2 separate regions of the Mus musculus genome follow, and region 1 is linked to region 2. Evidence: chromatin contacts called from public HiChIP or PLAC-seq data. All regions are on one chromosome and are shown on one strand. Each heading gives the region's core, a stretch centred on a gene start, on an enhancer-like site or on the middle of the called end of the contact. The rest is flanking DNA. Distances are from core to core; before and after follow the strand shown. Region 1 has its middle 54 kb from the start of Gm4319. Region 2 overlaps Fn1 (fibronectin 1).

The links. HiChIP or PLAC-seq counts read pairs in DNA pulled down with a chosen protein or histone mark.
Region 1: a contact with region 2 is called in an H3K4me3 HiChIP or PLAC-seq map of embryonic basal ganglia, with 4 times the contacts expected there. The contact joins two enhancer-like sites. A contact is called at or near these places in 1 of 484 Hi-C or Micro-C datasets (bone marrow-derived macrophages), 1 of 115 datasets of contacts at active chromatin or transcription factors (embryonic basal ganglia) and 3 of 9 other capture datasets (adipose tissue, liver and pancreatic islet).

Annotation. Positions count from the first base shown.
Region 1 is chr1:72,067,618-72,071,105 of GRCm38.p6, forward strand. No RefSeq gene overlaps it. Among named protein-coding and RNA genes, the nearest start is that of Gm4319, 54 kb to the right of the region's middle. Within about 2 kb of position 1,659, at least 48 of the 459 cell types and tissues checked have an H3K27ac peak or open chromatin away from gene starts, as enhancers often do. A contact at or near this core is called in embryonic basal ganglia, where this site is marked.
Region 2 is chr1:71,613,092-71,616,391 of GRCm38.p6, forward strand. Fn1 (fibronectin 1) reads right to left here. Exons shown (of 46, transcript NM_010233.2): 24 at 2,269-2,460; 25 at 672-944. Among named protein-coding and RNA genes, the nearest start is that of Fn1, 38 kb to the right of the region's middle. Within about 2 kb of position 2,005, at least 24 of the 459 cell types and tissues checked have an H3K27ac peak or open chromatin away from gene starts, as enhancers often do. A contact at or near this core is called in embryonic basal ganglia, where this site is marked.

The DNA.
Region 1 (3,488 bases), core at 409-2,908, 450 kb after region 2:
AGAACTAATGTGTCCAAGAACAATCCTGGACATAGTTTAAGAGAGGTGTTTGGTTGGATAGCAGCAGTCAGTAAGTAACAGGGCCACTGGACAATTGACTGAAATCTTCCTTTATAGCTACGTTTATTTAATCCTGAGTAGGAGAAAGAAATGTTTTAAAAGATAAGAAAAAAAAAAGAATCAAGAAAGAAAGCTGATGGAGATAATTTAGCATGCCATAATTGAGAGACATGTGGAGAGACATTTGGTATGGTTGAAGAAAGGGCATCTAGCCCTCACCATGCAAGACTCTTATCTCCTTCCATCCTACAGTCTCCATGGCTTTTCAGTCAACCATACCTACAAGCACTGCCTACGTCCCTGGAACATTCTTACTTTTTCTTCTTCTTCTTTTCTGTTGTCTAAGAAAACTCTCTTTCAGAAAGCAGCTCTTAGTGGTGTGTGTAGTAATGAAATTAAGTGAGGATGTGTCTTTGGCTTCAGAGAAATTACAGCTGAGATTCCATTCTTTTAAAGGGAGTGGGACACTAGGTTAAAGGTTATTTCCAGAAGTGATAAACATATGGAGAAAGCTCTTTCTGGAAAGTTATGAGCTCTATCTGTACCCAGATTAGTTTGGATACCGTGATGCTATTTTCGGTTGTCAACTGACTACATCTAGAATTAAATAAAACCGTAAAAGTGGAGTGACACACCTGTGAGAGATTTTTGCTTAATTTGAAGTGAGAAGATCTTCTTCCAATCCATACCTTTGAGGTAGGAAGACACACCTTTAATCTAGATCTTTTGAGCTGAGAAAACCTACCTCTAATCTGGGCCATACCTTCTGCTGGAAGCCTATGTAAAGGACATGTAAGAAGAAAGATTTTGTTCTTTGCTTGCTTGTTCTCACCTCCTTATCTCACTCCTTAGCAAGTCCATTCCTTCACTGACATTAAAACCTACTTCTTTGGGATTCCAGCTATACTGAAGACCAGTTGAAACACCCATCTCATGGACGGAACAATTACTGGGTTCTTGGAACTTTCCTTCATATGCAGTCATTTTTGGATTAGCTGGACCACAGCCTATAAGCTATTTAATAACACCCCTCCCCCATCTCTCTCTCTCTCTCTCTCTCTCTCTCTATATATATATATATATATATATATATATATATATCACTAAAGAACCCTGATGAATACGGACACACATGCACTGAATTTAGGAATAAAAGTCTCAAAGGGGAAAAAGAAGACAGAAAATGGAAGGTGGTGTGGCCAGCTTCTAGTTGTAAGATTATCCTGTAATATGTTCAGATGAAGATTAGTTTAGAGAAATGTCACTTAGGCAGGGAAACCAAAGTAAGGTAATATGTTTAGTGACAAACAGGAGCAATGGTTCAGAGTAGCCTGAAAGATTCCCAGGCATCCAAAGACAGATATAAACTAAGCACAATGGGAAAGAGTTGGCACTAGAAAGGGTGTAGTGTAGGAAATGCCAAACTGAGATGTGATCCTTATGGACAGAGAGCTTGATTCAAAGAGAGGCTGAACTACCAGGATGACTGAAAACAAAAGACTAATCGCATCAAAATGGTTGGCAAGGACAGAGCCACTCGCTCTCACACACTGCTAATGAGAGTGGCACATGACACAATCTCTAAGGAAAACTGCTTCTCAGCTCTCAGCTCTTTCAGGCTGTCTACCCATCCACCCTGTGATGCAGCAATCCCTCGTCTAGGTTCTTAGCCAAGAGAAACAAAAACATGCATTCTCATAAAGACTCATACAGGAATGTTTATAGCAGCCCTATTCGTAATTATCATAAATTGGATGCAAGCCAAATGTCCATCAATAGGAGAATGGGTAAACAAGTTGTGGTATATTCATACCATAACAAAAATAATTCTCTGTAATAAGAAGAATAAACTACTAATGCAAAAAACAACCTTGATAAATAGTAAAAATATTATTCTGGGGCAAGTTTTGGCAGTCTGCAGTTCACAGGCCCAATCTAGTTCACCATCTACTTTAAAGAAAGCACTATTGGAATCTGACCACGCCCACTCATTTCCATATTTTCTGCGCTTGCTATATAGCAGCAGCCCTAAGAGTTGAGAGACCAGAACTACAAAGCCAAGGACAAAAACATCACTATCGAGTTCTTTACATAAGACATCTGCCAACCTCTGTAGAAAAAAAAAAAAAAACCCACAGAAAAGTACATACTCTGTAATTTCCATTGTGTGAAATACAAGAACAGACCCAGACTAGCTCACATCAATTAGGCAGTGTATCAGTCTGAGTCCTCCAGGCAAACAGAGTCAATAGGATATGCTTTTATTCTGAGAATTGGATTATATCATATTGAAGCCCAGACACTGCAGAACATGTCATGTACAAATGAGAGAAGTAGAATTGCTGGCATAAGTCACAGAATGGGAAAACAAAACAAACAAACATCAAAAAGCCTAAATGTTGATGTCCTACTCCCCAGCAAAAGGAGAGGGAGGTGGGAACTATTTCATCCTCTGACATTTTCTTCTCTTTGGTCCTTCCATGAATCTCTTAATACAGATCTATCTTCATTCAGCATAGCAATTCAAGAACTGGTCCCTTCTGAAAACACCCTCATAGACATACCCATAAACAAGGTTTTACCTAGTATCTGGGTATCCCTTATCACAGTCAAGTTAATTTATAAAAGTAGCCATCACACAGTAAGAGAGAATTCACAGAAAATACACACACACACACTAAATAAATATAAAAAAAATCTTCTGGTTCATAAATTTCACAAATTGATTTAAATCATGCTGTACCTTTGTTTTAATGGGTTATAATACAACACTTTGAGGCTGTTTTTATAGAAATCAGAATCAATTCAGTATAATTGGACATAATTTTGACTCGCAGAAGATTTCTAACTATGGTCACGATGCCCACATCTTATTCCTCTACCATGGAGAGACCTAGGGCTTCCTCATTCACTCCAGTTACTCATTCAGCAAGCATGGCCACGGGCTCAGCAAGCCACACAATGAGTTAGGCATTTCCTCATCATCAGAGGAGTCATAGTCAGTTGAAATAGCTCTCTGATAACATCACACAGCATGACGACCACTGCAAAGCACCTGGACTTTGTTATTCCTGCTAAGCCCTCCACAGAACACAAGCTACCCTGTCCTGTTATCTTTCAATTCCTTACCAGGCTGGTAGCCAGGTCTTTGCTTACGTATCTGAGCTTTCTGTATATTTCAGTGGAAACTTTGTATGGCTGAATTTAAACACACACACACTCATACAAGGGGAGGCTGAAGTTGAGAAAGAGAGACAGGGGAGAAAGGGGGAGAGAGGTTATTTGGGCATACTAAAATTCAGACCATAGTTTATAAATTGTCGGATCTGTGGAGACTAGAAAAAAAAGCAAAGCAAGTTCAATATATGACAGCAGGTGACTGATCTTAGCCTCAGTAATGAAGATAAAACAGGATGCTGGGAGTGTGA
Region 2 (3,300 bases), core at 755-3,254:
GTGAGATATCTACACACTACTGCATTGCCATAATTCCATTCAGTGAACTCTACTTACAAGTGAGGGATTCATGCACAGTGGTTCTCAGCAATGTTTCTTACCATGCAGGGCAGAGAACCTTTAAGATGTTGCATGCTCGTCTCTAGACTGTGGTTAAAGAGGAGTTTCTTTACCCTGTAGAGCAGCACTATCCAGAAAGCCCTACGGCTCGTCGTCATCCTACCCTGAGATCTCCCCTTCTGTTCCACACTCATTTTTGGTAGGTGTTTTATTAGCTACAAAAGGAGCTTATCAAGGTAAGAGGAAGCACGCAGTGGCACACTTTGGAGGCCTGTCTTAGTGTAAATGAGTGCTCATTGTTCAGTTTGATAGTCATACTTTAAAAAAAAACAAACACCCTCAAGATCTGCAAATGTAATCTCCTTTGCATTTCATAAATCAGAGATCTAGAGCTCTTCCCCTTCACATCTGTTTGTGCTTTGACTGAAAGTGCTTGAGACTATTTACGCATACTTTCATGCAACCAGACTAATGTATCCCTTATCTCTGAGCGGGCCCCGTCTTCATCTCCGTAGCCAATCACTGGCTTGGAAACATCCAGATTTAACCACAGCGACTGAGCAGCATGCAACACCATCCATGTCTCAAACACAGAAGACTTCAAGATTCACCCGTTTGCTGTGTCAGTGTAGTAGGGGCACTCTCTCCGCCATTAATGAGAGTGATAACGCTGATGTCATAGTCAATGCCAGGCTCCAGCCCTGTAACTGTGTAGTATCCTACTGAGGAGTCCACAAAATCTTCAAAAATAGGGATCCCTTCTCCTGCCGCAACTACTGTGATTCGGTACCCGATAATGGTGGAAGAGTTTAGCGGGGTCCACCTCAGGCCGATGCTTGAATCAGTTATATCAACAAAGCTTAGGTCAGTGAGCTGGGGCACCTCTATTGAGTTACGAAGCAAAGAGGAGGCAAAAGAAAAGTAGAGGCAAAAAACAAAGGAAAAAATAAAGCAGTGTACATCAGGTGACCGGTAGTGAAATTGACGGAATGCTCAAGCAATGATGGTATATGCAATGTATCCCAAATTATCTGAAAAGACGTCCCAAGCATCATGAGTAATTTGCTCCCCTGGGAGACTAATGCAGGTTACCACATTCTTTCAGGGGCTTCCTCCCATTTAGAAAATGTCCCTGAATGGTACAGTTTTAACTTCTCAAGTGTTAAAAAAAATTAATCATAAACCCATTTACAATGTCAAAATCATTCTCAGAGCCTGAACTGATCTATAAAAGACACTAGCAATGTTGGCGGGGTGGGGGGTTGGGAGTGGGGAGAACACAAAACCTTTAGTAAGAAAATAAAATCTTCCAAAGGTTTTTTAAAAAAAAATTGGCTGGCTAATTGACTTATTTTCCATGTTCAAAAGCCATGATGGCATCATGACCATGGTATTAATCTATGTTGTGAATGTGCCACTCAAATGCACAGTCAGGCCAAGGCCAGCCAGCACAGAGCCCTGAGCCCACTCCACTGCCAACATTTTAATTCATGTAATTTAATTAGTATTCATAAATGCATAGCAAAATACTGCAGAGGGTAAGAGAGTCTGACCAGGGCTTTCAATCTACAGAAGACTGGGGACAAACAATGAACCTATCCCTAGACAGGCCTTTGTGACGCTGTCTTTCAATTCAGAAGAAAGCAAGCCATGGGGGGCCTGGCCTTTACTTCTTTCCTTTCTGTGGTTTTTCACCCCACTTGCAATTTTAAAAAGGATTTGAAGCTGCAAGATAAAGATTTGGATTGTCAACCAAGTGTGTTTCAGTGCTCACATATGGAGACAAAGGCTGTTTTCTAGATAACAGTTGGAGGTGGAGATGGACTGTAAAACCCGGGCACAAAAGCCCCAAAGGGATGCATTTACCACATTACTTTTAGCCTGTCAGCACTGGGTACAGACACGCGACACTGTTTAGTAATCTTTCCGTGTGAGCAAACAGTACAGAGTTAATGCCGTGGCCGCACTCATCAGGTACCCATGGCAACAAACAGCATCCCAGGGAAGCACAGATAGTGAAGCAGAGGAAACAGGAAAGCCTTCATCCAAACAGTTGCTTTTTGGCTTTGTGGTTTTGGAGAGCGCCCTGGGAGGTTGGCATTAAATCCCAACTGTATCTGACACACTCAGCTATCTCGGATTAAGATGCTTATCCCCATCGCTACTCAAAACTGCCACTCTAAGGATAACAGCTTATTTTTCTATTACCTGGGACAACGGTATCAGAGATAGGGGCACTTTCCTTGTCATCTTTGACAGTGTAAACACTGACGTTGTACTCCAGGCCAGGATTCAGGTTCTCAAAAGTGCAGGAACTCTGATCAGCATGGACCACTTCTTCCAGAGAGGTCCCCTGCTGCCCGTTCGTGGGGGTAGTAGTTATTCTGTAGCCAGTGATATCTGGAGTAAATGCAGAGAGGAAGTTACCATACAGAACCAATGTGACTCAGGGTATATTAAACTGTACACCAATGATGGACCTAGAGAGGAAAAGGTGGGACCAAGGGGCAGGGCTGTAATGTACCAACAGTCAGAAAGTAGGAATTACTCTGCCGGGTGACTAGTCCACAGCAACTTATGATAATTTCATAATAACTAGAGTCTGAGAGTGTCCAGCACTTAGACATGAATGTTTTAGATGGAAATGCTAACTCGATCATTCTACATTGCATCCATTGGGCGATCTTACAACCCATATAAATGTGTTAACTACAAAGTAAAATCATGGGACCTTTAACAAAGATAAGGAAATCTTAGAGAAGACCTGAGAGTTTCCTGTCTACAAATTCCAGCCTCTTTTTACTATTTTATCCTGTTTTTCCTTAATGGGCGACCTGTGGGAGAGCTAGGAAATCTACATTTTTTTTTTTGAATGCTCTGAGGTTGCTTTCCACTTAAACATTCTCCGAAGAGTGTAAAAGTTTGAACTATGGGAACGGGGGGGGGGGGGGGTAGGGGCTGGAGGGCACAGAACACAGAAGTGTAGATGCTCATTCTCGAAAACAAATATTAATCATAGAAGACTTCAGAATCATGAAAATTGGGCAGTGAAGGCATTAAAGGAAAGGAGATATCAATAAATCTAGTAGTGGCCAGAGCTCTGCAGGGCCAGGCTGGAAGAAGACAGAACAAGACTGACCCACTGAGAACAGGGAATGAGGGTATATCCTGTCAGTGGGGAGAAGGTGAACATTAACGTGTTATGTGCTAGGAAACCCAGTGGGATGGGAAGTCAATAAC